Linked DNA regions of Gossypium arboreum: region 1 is linked to region 2. The links are chromatin contacts, called in public Hi-C maps. All regions are on one chromosome and are shown on one strand. Each heading gives the region's core, a stretch centred on a gene start, on an enhancer-like site or on the middle of the called end of the contact. The rest is flanking DNA. Distances are from core to core; before and after follow the strand shown. Region 1 overlaps LOC108475991. Region 2 holds the start of LOC108474593.

Region 1 (5,359 bases), core at 1,429-3,928, 470 kb before region 2:
TTGTCCATGATTAAACCTACTAGCTTTATGACAAGGATCCTCCTAAACTGCACTTAGTGTCATCATAAATTTTCCCATAGAACCAATTAGTTACATTATTGGCGAACCTAGTAGTTTCTTCCTAGTAAATCATATATTTTGGTTGGTCAAATGACATCACTGAAACAATTCATTGATTGTTTCTGGCTGATCTTTGAATTCACTAGCTTGGCTTTCCTTGAAAAAGTTTTTGGTCAGGCTTTTGTGAATTGGGCACGCTAGAATTATCGTATCTAGGTATCCTACCACTCCATATGAAGCTATGAGCCAAAGACTTGGCCTTGGTAATTCTTACTCTTCCTAAGATTGGTAGCACAAGCTAATCTCTTTAGTTGTCATCACAATCTTTTTATTATAAAAGAAATAATTATATAAAATGATGCATAAACTGCTACGTTCAGTAGTCTTACTAGATTATGACTTTACACTAATATCTGATGCCAGTTAATGCTTTGGTATAAAAAAATTGGCTAAAGTAATATAACAAAAGAGCTTCTATACTTAAATCAATTTGTCTAGGTAAGTTCCTATACTTTTGTTACACTCGAATAAACCCTTTTACCTTTTAATTGTGCCTAAATAAACCTGTAACCTTTAATTTGCACTTGAATAAAACCTTAAATTAATCAAAATTTCATTTCAAATATGGGCTTATCTGGATACAAATCAAAGAATAAGGGTTTATTTGGATACAAATTAAAATATAAGGCTTTAAGAAAACTGAAACAGTTTATTGGCTCTTTTAATATTTTAGCCTTTAAAATTTTGAAAATTAGTGGATGCCTTAGTCAACTTGGTAATGGAACTCTTATCATATTCCTTCTTTGGACTCATTTTTTAACATTCAAAGACAAATATCTCCCATCCTCTCATCTTATAATAAATTATTTCAATAACGAGGATTTATCAGATAACATCTTTAGTGTGCGATTCATTGATTTCAAGTTGCGCCTAAATGTACTTCATCTAGATTTCATGTCTAAAGTCATTACGCTGTGCATTTTGGAGTACAACTCTGTGCTGGGCCTTCTGAGGTTTGGCTGAAGTGGGTTGCCTCGTGCTTAGAATATTTGTTTAATTGACAGCATGATGGTGTTATGAGATAATAAGATTTATTGGTTCATTTTCGTTGGAATCAAGTACAAATAGTTAATTTAAATTTCCCAATAATGATAGACTAGAGATGTATGTTTATTTTGCTGCGTAGGTGGGACTTGAGATGGTAAAATAATGTTCCAACATAATTTCCATAATTCAAATACGCTTGCTCTGTTTGGCTTGGATCTCTATTTTTGCTTTTAACTGGCAAAGTTGGCATTTTCTTTTTAATAATTGTTGGTGCAGAAACCCACCTCTTTGGGGAACCATGAAGTATCTATCCGAGAAAATTCCGAAAGACACTTCTAGCAAGGTGCGGATAAACCGTGATCTCTACTCTTATGAAAAGTAAGTCTTATGGTTTCTAATTACAAATTCGGGGGCAAATAGTTTTGCATAATAAGCCAAATACAATAACCTGGGCAATGGTAATGTTTTTAGAATCATGGAGACGGCTCCAACTTTGCCAGATTTTGCTCTAGCATTGAAACCTGATGAATATCAGCTACCTCCAGCGGATCCCTCCTGGAATGAGAATGTACAGTTGAGCCATATTGGCATTAACCAGGTTAACCACGATAAAAGATAATAGGTGATAAATCGTAAATTTGTATCAAAGAGATACAGATGCGGATGCAAGAGCCGTTCAGTTCATTCACAAACGATGATATTCATGTTAAGATAAGGTGAATTGAAGGTGGACTTCACCAACTGTGATTGTTTGTGTGATAGATGAGGTACATCCACTTGTAGCTTTTCTTTTTCTTATTGTTGCATTGCTTCAAAATATCTTTTTTTCCCCATAAATAAAATATATGCTGTGATGTTATAAGGCCTTCATGAAGCACATATTGCGTGTAAATTGTTTGATCGCAAAAGTGCAATTGTTCTATCGTTTCTTTATATTCCCTTTCCTTTTTCTTTTTCTTTTTTGATTATTTTTTCCTTTTTTATTTTTTTACTTCAATGTTATGTAATATTTATTGTCGTTAATTATACCATTAATCTTGTATTATACAATCTCTTCAATTTGAGTACCTAAAGAATTAAGCACTAAATTTCCGTTAAACAAAGTATTAGAAGTATATAAAGTTGTTGTATTATGCACCCGTATTAGAAGTTTGCCTAAGGAATCTATACAAGACAACAATCCAATTTCCTTCATTATTACTATTAAAGGGTAAATGTGGATAGAGGGTCAATTGCTAAAGGAAAAGGGCCCAAAATGTCTCTACCTCGAGTAGCAAAATTGGAGGGTTAATTGGCTGGAGAAGGATGAGAGTTTCTGGCAGGGCTCACACTTCATGACTAGATATAGTGCGTCTTTTTGAGGAGTAGGTCAATAATAACATTAGCGCAGGACCTCCTTTTGGGCAAATGTTCTCACTCCCGAGTGATGACCGTATATCTGTCTATTAATATATATCTAAGAGGTTAATATTAGCCAGTATAAGATGAATTGACATTATAATGTGGTTCCATCAAAACAAATTTGATTGTTGGGATCATCCAAGTATCTTCATTTTCGATGTTAAAACTTTGTTGAGTTCTTGTATAACAGGGTCGCTCCTTGTATGCTAGCAATATCTTCCCTTGTTGTATCTTGATGGATGAGGGAAATTGTTGCAACTTAATCATTTTCATTTTTTCCATGTAATGACTCGAAAATTTCTCCGAAATTTGGAAATTTGAGTCATTCCTTGAAGTAAAACTAAGATGTATTCTTAGAATAGTTTTTGAGTTTTTCCGAAATTTAGAAATTTGAGTCATTCCGTGAAGTAAAACTAAGATGTATTCTTGGAAAAGTTTTTGGGTTATTCTTATAACTTAGTATAATTTAATTTCAAGGTTAAATTTCTTTCAATTAGATAGAATTAAAGAGTTAGGGATTTGAGGCATAGATTATTTTTTAAGAAAATCAAAATGGAAGGGTTAAACGTCTTAGGACTAGAATTATGATTAGCATTCATGGGAGGGTTTATTAAGTAGTTTGACCAATGTGCCATTAGAAGAAAAATCCCAATTTGTTATTTTGAATAGGAGGGAATGATTTATGAGGCTCTCATTTTCACGAGAGCTTACGACAAATATGACGATCAAATTCTCTCAATTTTCTTTCATCTTTTCTTCTTCAATTCTTAATCCAATTTCGTTTATTCAAGTTTGGCAAGTAAGATTTCAACTAAATCTTTCAACATTCAATTGCTTTAATTAATTTCTCTATTTGTTCGCATTCTCATTAATCTTATCTAATGTAGGGAGAGAACTTTGATTCTTGAGTTCCTTGATTTCTTTAGATGAGAAATTGAGTGATTTTATGTTATAGATTAGTATTAATATAGTAGAAGTCAACTAATGAGATTAGAGTAGAATTCGTGAAAGGTTGGGTTGAGTTCTAGAATGAGAAAGCGGAGTTGATATTTGTGAGATTATTGATAGATTTTAGATGAGAGATTTAGTGATTTTGAGTTGTGAATAATTACTAAAACATTAGATTTTAGAATTTATAAGTTTATATACGAGTTTGAGAGACGATTTATGTGAAACTCCACACCCAACTCAGTCACCGGGTCCGAATGCAAGATGTCACATTCGTTGCTGAAGCAACTACAATATCATAGTTCAAAATTTTAATATGATACAAACAAAATACTAAAGTTTACTCCAAGATTCAGTGACAAACTTTTTAAAACTTCTTAAAACATTTTAGAAACACATTCAGGTTCTAATCGTGCTTACGAAAGCAGTTGCGAACCTCCAGTAGCATATGGGAGTCAAATGAGTAAAAATAGTTTGAAATTTTTAAGTGGAACAAAAAGGGGTCCTTTTTGTGACCACAACGTGGTCTTGTCGCGACAAGAGCAAAACTGTTTCAACCAAGAAATTCATGTTTTCAGCCATTGTCGCAACAACCAAAGAAGCTCAGTCACAACAATGGGCTCACTGTTTGAAAAAAAAATTAGATAGAACCTTTGTTGTCGTAAGTATGAGGTTGTTGTGGTCACGAAAATGCCTACATAATCATCAAAATTCAATCTCGACATTTCTTGACAATGACCAGTCCATTGTAAAACTTATTATATCATAATTCCAAGTTCAAACATCTCTTAGACTCATCCAAGCATATTCAAACAACTTAGGCATCAACATGACCATAACTTATTGAACTAAATCACCCAAAACTAATTTACTTGTTATGCAAGCAAAACATGAAGCACCAAATACATCATATAAAAGGTCCCTTGCATATCAACACAACCATTAACCACACTATTACACACACATATATATATAATTTGATTACAAAACACTTGTATAATTATCTCAATTCACCAAAAGGATACCAAAAACTAACTTTTACTAGCAAGTACAGGTCAACTCAACTAGATATTTCAAAAGATGATACTGTAACACCCCTTTATCCGACCCGATTGTCGATTCCAAGCATTGGGATGCTACATTCGTTGTCGAAGCAACTACAAAAAAAATTCATAGTAAAATTATCATTTCACATCATAAATCATGCAATCAACAATAATACAACATTGAATATCATAGATATTCTTTCTTAGATCTTATACAAGCATACAAATGCTTTAAAGTCAACCCGATATCCAATAGGGACCTTTTTGTAACATCGATAAAATGTCACATCAAATACACCATAAATAGATCATTCAAATATTCAATCATGTCATAAATACCTAGATACTATGATGCACAATTAAATTCGAGCCTTAATAAAGCTTACAAAAGCTCTTTTGTAAACCCGAACATGAGTTAGGACCAAATTGCAACGTTTTTAAAATTTCTAGATAAGGTATCAATACCCAATAAAAGTGCTGATACCAGTATGAGCTTCAATGTTTCAAAGAATTTCATTTAAATCAAGTGGTATCGATACTAAGCTTAAAGTACCGATACTTTCTCTAAGGTATCGATACCTTTCCTTAGTATCAATACCATTTTGACATTTTGTTTTGCAAAACCTTGATTGAAAAGTATGTACTGATACCTTTACCTATGGTATCGACACTTTAAAGCCAAAATGGTCAAAATCATGTATTTTGGTCTGTTTTTCATGCCTAAACTAGCATCAACTTAACTTGTGCTTGTAAGCACATTACCAACCTGCAAAAATCAATACAAAACATGCATATATTTCAAATCACCAATTTCCATACTCATTCAATATATTCATACATCATATAAACACTAATTC
Region 2 (5,555 bases), core at 1,737-4,236:
CCTCACTTGCATATAGTATCTCCATCGTACTTGCTTGTAACGTCGTGGTTAACGACCACGATAACATTAATGCTTTCAGAACAATCAATAGGCATATAACTCATAATTACAATAAAATATTTATCACGTCATATTAAATCATTAAAACATACTACAATACCACATTATTTGCACATGTACTTACCTCGGTACAAAACAATAATAATCGAGCCTAGTCGTCGTATACTTTATTCTTTCCTCGATCAAGTCCCGATTCACGTTTTTCTTGATCTATAATGCCAAATTTAACTTATTTATCATTCACATTATTCAAACGGGTCCATAAATCATACTCTTGATTTTGACCCCTAAACTTTTACATATTTACGATTTAGTCCCTAGGCTCGTAAAATGAAATGCATGCATTTTCTTGATTACCCAAGCTTGGCTGAACCTTTTTTACCCTCATATCAGCCCATATTTTTTTTATTTCACATTATTACTACTCACTTTTACACTTTTACAAATAAGTCCCTTGTTTAGGTGTTTTCACTAAAAATCACCTAATAAAATATGTTCACCATGCATCAAACATTCATATTCCTCCATAAATCATCAAAATACAAGCATGTCATGCATGGGTCAATTTTCATACATGAACCCTAGCTCAAAATATAGCTAGAAATGGGTAGATCATGTTACCCGAACTTCAAAAATACAAAGAACATTTAAAACGGGGCTAAGGAGCACTTACTGTTGAGCTTGGAAATGTTGAACAAAACCCTAGCTATGGTGTTTTGTGATTTTCGGCATCCAAGGAGGAAGATGGACACATTTTTGGTTTGATTTTCCTTTTTTAATCTTTTAATTACCTAATGACCAAAATGCCTTTGGGGTTTCTCTTTCCAATTTTTTCTATGCATGTCCATTTTTGTCCAAAATTTTAGAAATTGGTAAAATTGCTAATTAGGACCTTCTAATTCATAATCTAATGCAATTTCATGCTTAAAGCTTCTAGAATGCAAGTTTTACGCTTTATTCAATTTGGTCCCTAAAATGCAATTAGACATTTTATGCATAGAATTTCTTCATGAAACTTTCACACAAGTATGCATTCATAACATAAACCTCATAAGAATCATAAAATAATTATTTCTATCTCAGATTTGTGTCCTGAAACCACTGTTCCGACTAGGCCCTAATTCGGGATGTTACAACTCTTCTCTTTTGAACAAAATATTTTTCTATTTGACTCCTATCTTATGTTTAAAACTAAAGTAGGAAGGCTAACTAAAATTTCAGTTTCAATATAATCGAAAAGAATATTTTTTGCTCATGCCGTTTTGGAAAGACAACTCATGTTAAACATGTTCTTCATTTTGATTCCTTGTATTCTATTTGTTTTTTGGGTTTAGGGTTTTTTTGATTGATTTCTTTTCAATGTAACTAAGCTTCAAATTCCATTACCTAAAACCATTAATTGGCCATTCCAAGCCTACAATTCAAAAGCCAATTCATTACAATCTTCCTTTCAATATTAGTTCTATCATATGTACACTAAATCTCACAGTGTCACAATCTTAGTGTTAGGATTACTATCTTTCTTTCCCAAATAACATTAATAGTTGCAATGTCAACAATCAAACCATCCATTTTATTTGTTTACAATAACATCACAAAAAAAAAAACTAAACAACAACCCAAAATAAAATAAAATAAAAAACAAAACAACTTCCATTGTTTGCCCAAAATAGAAAACAAAACAACCCCACACAATATAGATAATCAAAGCCCAACCAATATCTAATTAAACAAGGCTCAATTTTTGAATAACTACAACTCATTATTGGTTGGAACTTAAATGAAACAATGCATTTAAAAAACAAACTTTTGAACATTTCTAACTTTTTTCTTTCATCCACCGTAATTGTTGCTTTATCTTTTTCTCCTTCATCTATAACCATATTGCTTCTTCTTCATTTCACTATCAGCTACCATTTGTTCACAGCCTTCCCTGACCCTTTACTTACGCATAGTATGCAACATTCATCCTCTTAAGATTGTCATTATATCAAAAATGATTTTTTAGATCTAATTACATTTTCCATTTTTTTACATTACCATTTTTTTATCATTTCAATTAATAGAAATTCTAAGAATGACAAGGTCCACTCGCAACATCCTTTTCAACACCTTATAGAATTTTTATAAAACTTGATGCTGAATCTTTTGCAAACTGTTGCAATTTTTTGGGGAACAAAACTTTGGAAGAGGAGACACACCTTCTCTCTTTTCATTAATTGGATTAACTAGTTCCAAGTCAACAACGCATTTTTTTCACTTAATGATGTATCCTAACCTAACAGCTAAAATAAACTCTTTTTCTTTCTTGCAACCACATCCATTGATTTAAATTAGATACCGTTGGAATAAGATCTTATTTTAGTCAATACCTTGAATTTGGCAACATTTTTCATTTTGGGCCTAAACTTTTTTTTAGTTTAAATTAGGTTTTGAACTTGGCAATTGTTCTCACATTGGGACTTGAACTAGATAATCATTCTCACATTAAGGCTTGAACATTTTTTTGTCAAAGTTAATCCTTAAACTTGACAATTGTTCTCACATTGGACCCTGAACTAAGTCACATTGGGGCTTAGAACTTTTTTTGTCTAAGTTATTCCTTGAATTTGATAATTATTTTCATATTGAAGGTTAAATTAGATAATTGTTCTCACATATTGAGGTCTAAACTCCAGGGCTTTCAAGGTTAACTTGAACAAAAAAATTAAGCCCTAATGTGAAAATAATTATCAAGTTCAAGACTTGACTTAAAAAAAAAAGTTCATATACTAATGTGGGAACAATTGCTATGTTCATGCCTAACTTAAAAAAAAAAAATTATACCTAAAAATAATTATCAAGTTGAACACTTTAACTTAAAAAAAAAATTGCCCATGTTCAGACCTAAAATAGTAAAACGATTGATAATTTTACGAATTGAAAATAGTAGACAAAGGAATCCGATTGGAGAATCAGTCGGATTATTACCGAAGTTATATATTTATTTACCAAAATTGAGCAACAGGTGAACAGTGTCTGGTTTATACAGCGTGTAAGAACCGGAAACAGGTCAAAAGACGGGAAAAAAGAAAGAAAGAAAGAAAGAAAACCCCTAAAGTCCCTTTCTCAAAACTTTCAAAATCAAAACTCACACTGCTAAAACCCTCACTCTCTTTAAGAGGAAGCGAGGGTCAAGTCAAATTCGAAAATCATCAAAACTAATTCAAAGTAAAATCCCACTGCCACTATAATTTGATCCCTAACCTTGGCCTTGAAAATGATTCGTATGTGAATGTGAAGGATGCAGGTTGTAAGAGGACGGATATTCTGCTCCAAGTACTCGGCTGCTCCTGGTTAGTCTCTCTTTTTTTTTTTTCTTTTTGTTTTAATTGGAAATCCACTTCCTAAACAAGTCTTCTTTTGTGGTTCCATTTTTACAGCAACATGGGTTGGTGTACGGCGTGGAAGATCATTTGCTGCTTCTCTCCCTTCTCCTTCTGACTCTCCCAAGCGAAAAAGAGTCTCAAAGGATGAACGTCGAGATTTGATCGAATCTTTTGTTAACAGGTCCGCTTTTCTCTCTTTCATTTTTTACTTTTTTTTTTTATATAAAAAATCCCTATTTTCTCATCCTTTATGTTTTTATATTTATGTCATTATTGTTGTTATTATGTCACCTACAATGCTGTGGTTCTACTGAGGATCCTTTATGTTTGTAGTGCCCAAATTTCAACATTTTCTTATGGGTGCTATTCCTTCAAGAATCTTGTTGAGAAATACAATTCTTTTTCCTTTTTGTGTTGCTGAACAGAAGTTCTGCTATTGTTTTACCATGTATGTAATGTTCAACTCTTGTACACAGTCCTTTTTGAAACAAACAAACTCACACCGGTTAACATTTCCCTTCATAAAAGACCAGCTTCAACCACCACCAACAATTTTAGGCATCTCTTCATTAAAGTCTTTTCCTTATTTACCTTTCTCTTTTTGAATAAAAAAAGTGTTAGAAAACATAATCATGCAGATCAAGAGTCTGGCATGATATTTGTTCATTGGCAAATGGAAATTGTCTCATGACCATCAATTGCCAGGCTGGTCTTGCACGGTCAGGAAAGCTACAGTAATCAGAATATGCAAAATTTTCAGTGTGCATCAAAACATGCTTAGGGTTTCATAGTTCACAGCTTTTGGATAAAAATTATGATTTGAGAAAATCATCTTGTTGATCTGCAATATTGATATCTACGTCCTCTTTTTCTCTCCCTATGTCTTCTTTCCATTGAAGACAATATTACCAGTATTTAGATAAAATTGTCATCTGAGTAGATCATCTTCTTAACTGCAACTATGCCGTATAGATACTCTCTATCTCTTCACATCGTACTGCCATTGAAGACCATTCAGTTCAAATTGAAGAAGGTTAAACATGTTATTCATTCAGATGCAACAAGTATCTGATATGGATGGTGCATCTTTATTCTAACCCTAATTCAAATCTTGTCTTTGGACTGTGCCATGAGATGGAGCCATTTCTCTTGGTATAATAGTTTCCATTTAACTATTGGAAACTAAGATTGTCATGTCAAGTTTGCTCAGTTTGAAACTCTAACTCATTAGTTCCTTAATAAGGACACAATTAAGTCCTCCCATTATCCTTTTGCAGGTATAAATCAGTGAATGGTGGGAAATTCCCATCTGTAACTGCAGCTCAAAAAGAAGTGGGTGGCTCTTATTATGTTGTTAGGAAGGTTCTTCAAGAGTTGGAATATAAATCTAAAATATGCTCCTCAAACAGCAGTTATGAAAATTTATCAGCAAAAGCTGCCAATAAAGTGGATAAACCATTTTCTGTAGTTGAAGTGATCTCAACTGTAGTCCAAGATGACACTTGTGCAAGAGCTATGGATGATGTAAAGATGCATGACACAAATGACAAGCAACTGGAGGCTGACAGAGTAAGTACTCATTTCTATATGCTTTATCTTCAATGATAAATGCAGGAATGTATTTCAAGTAGACAGAATATGCTCTTAGTTGGAGTTGGCATTTTTCTCAAGAAACTCCACAAATTTTATTGAAGTTGCAGTTGTAACTAGTATGGAATTATGGATTCCCTTCTTCACAATTTTCCTAGTTGAATTCAGAAGCTTTTCTTTTAATACTTCCTCATTCTTTTGTTTTCCTTAGTCACTAAATGCCAACAATTTATGTACTTATTCCCTTGAAATAATGCATAAAACTATGTTTTCAAGCATATAAAATGGATCTCTAATAACCTGATATTTTAAAATGTACTGTGTCCTCAAGCTCTTCTACTGTTTACAGGACAACTTTGTAACCTGCTGTCCAACTTTTCAAAAAAAAAAAAATTATTTTAAGAATCCCTTTTAGTTTTATTTTCTATAAAGTAAATTTTACTGGTGCAATTGTGGAACCATATTAAATACCTTGTAATCTAATTTGTTATTTCATTTTCAGGGTAGTTGTCATGATTTTGTTTTGGAAGAAAATAG

The links. Hi-C and Micro-C count contacts between places; a contact is called where the count stands out from the background.
Region 1: a Hi-C map of leaf shows a contact between it and region 2, with 2.4 times the contacts expected there. The contact joins the enhancer-like site here to the promoter of LOC108474593 in region 2. A contact is called at or near these places in 2 of 5 Hi-C or Micro-C datasets (both in leaf).

The regions. Positions count from the first base shown.
Region 1 is chr3:72,067,435-72,072,793 of ASM2569848v2, reverse strand. It overlaps LOC108475991, which reads left to right. Exons shown (of 12, transcript XM_053025743.1): 11 at 1,384-1,485; 12 at 1,579-2,210. The coding sequence ends at 1,726. Among protein-coding and RNA genes, the nearest start is that of LOC108475991, 16 kb to the left of the region's middle. Within about 2 kb of position 2,678, at least 2 of the 2 cell types and tissues checked have an H3K27ac peak or open chromatin away from gene starts, as enhancers often do. A contact at or near this core is called in leaf, where this site is marked.
Region 2 is chr3:71,600,054-71,605,608 of ASM2569848v2, reverse strand. It overlaps LOC108474593, which reads left to right and starts at 2,986. Exons shown (of 5, transcript XM_017776566.2): 1 at 2,986-3,395; 2 at 3,483-3,609; 3 at 4,706-4,997; 4 at 5,521-5,555. The coding sequence starts at 3,344.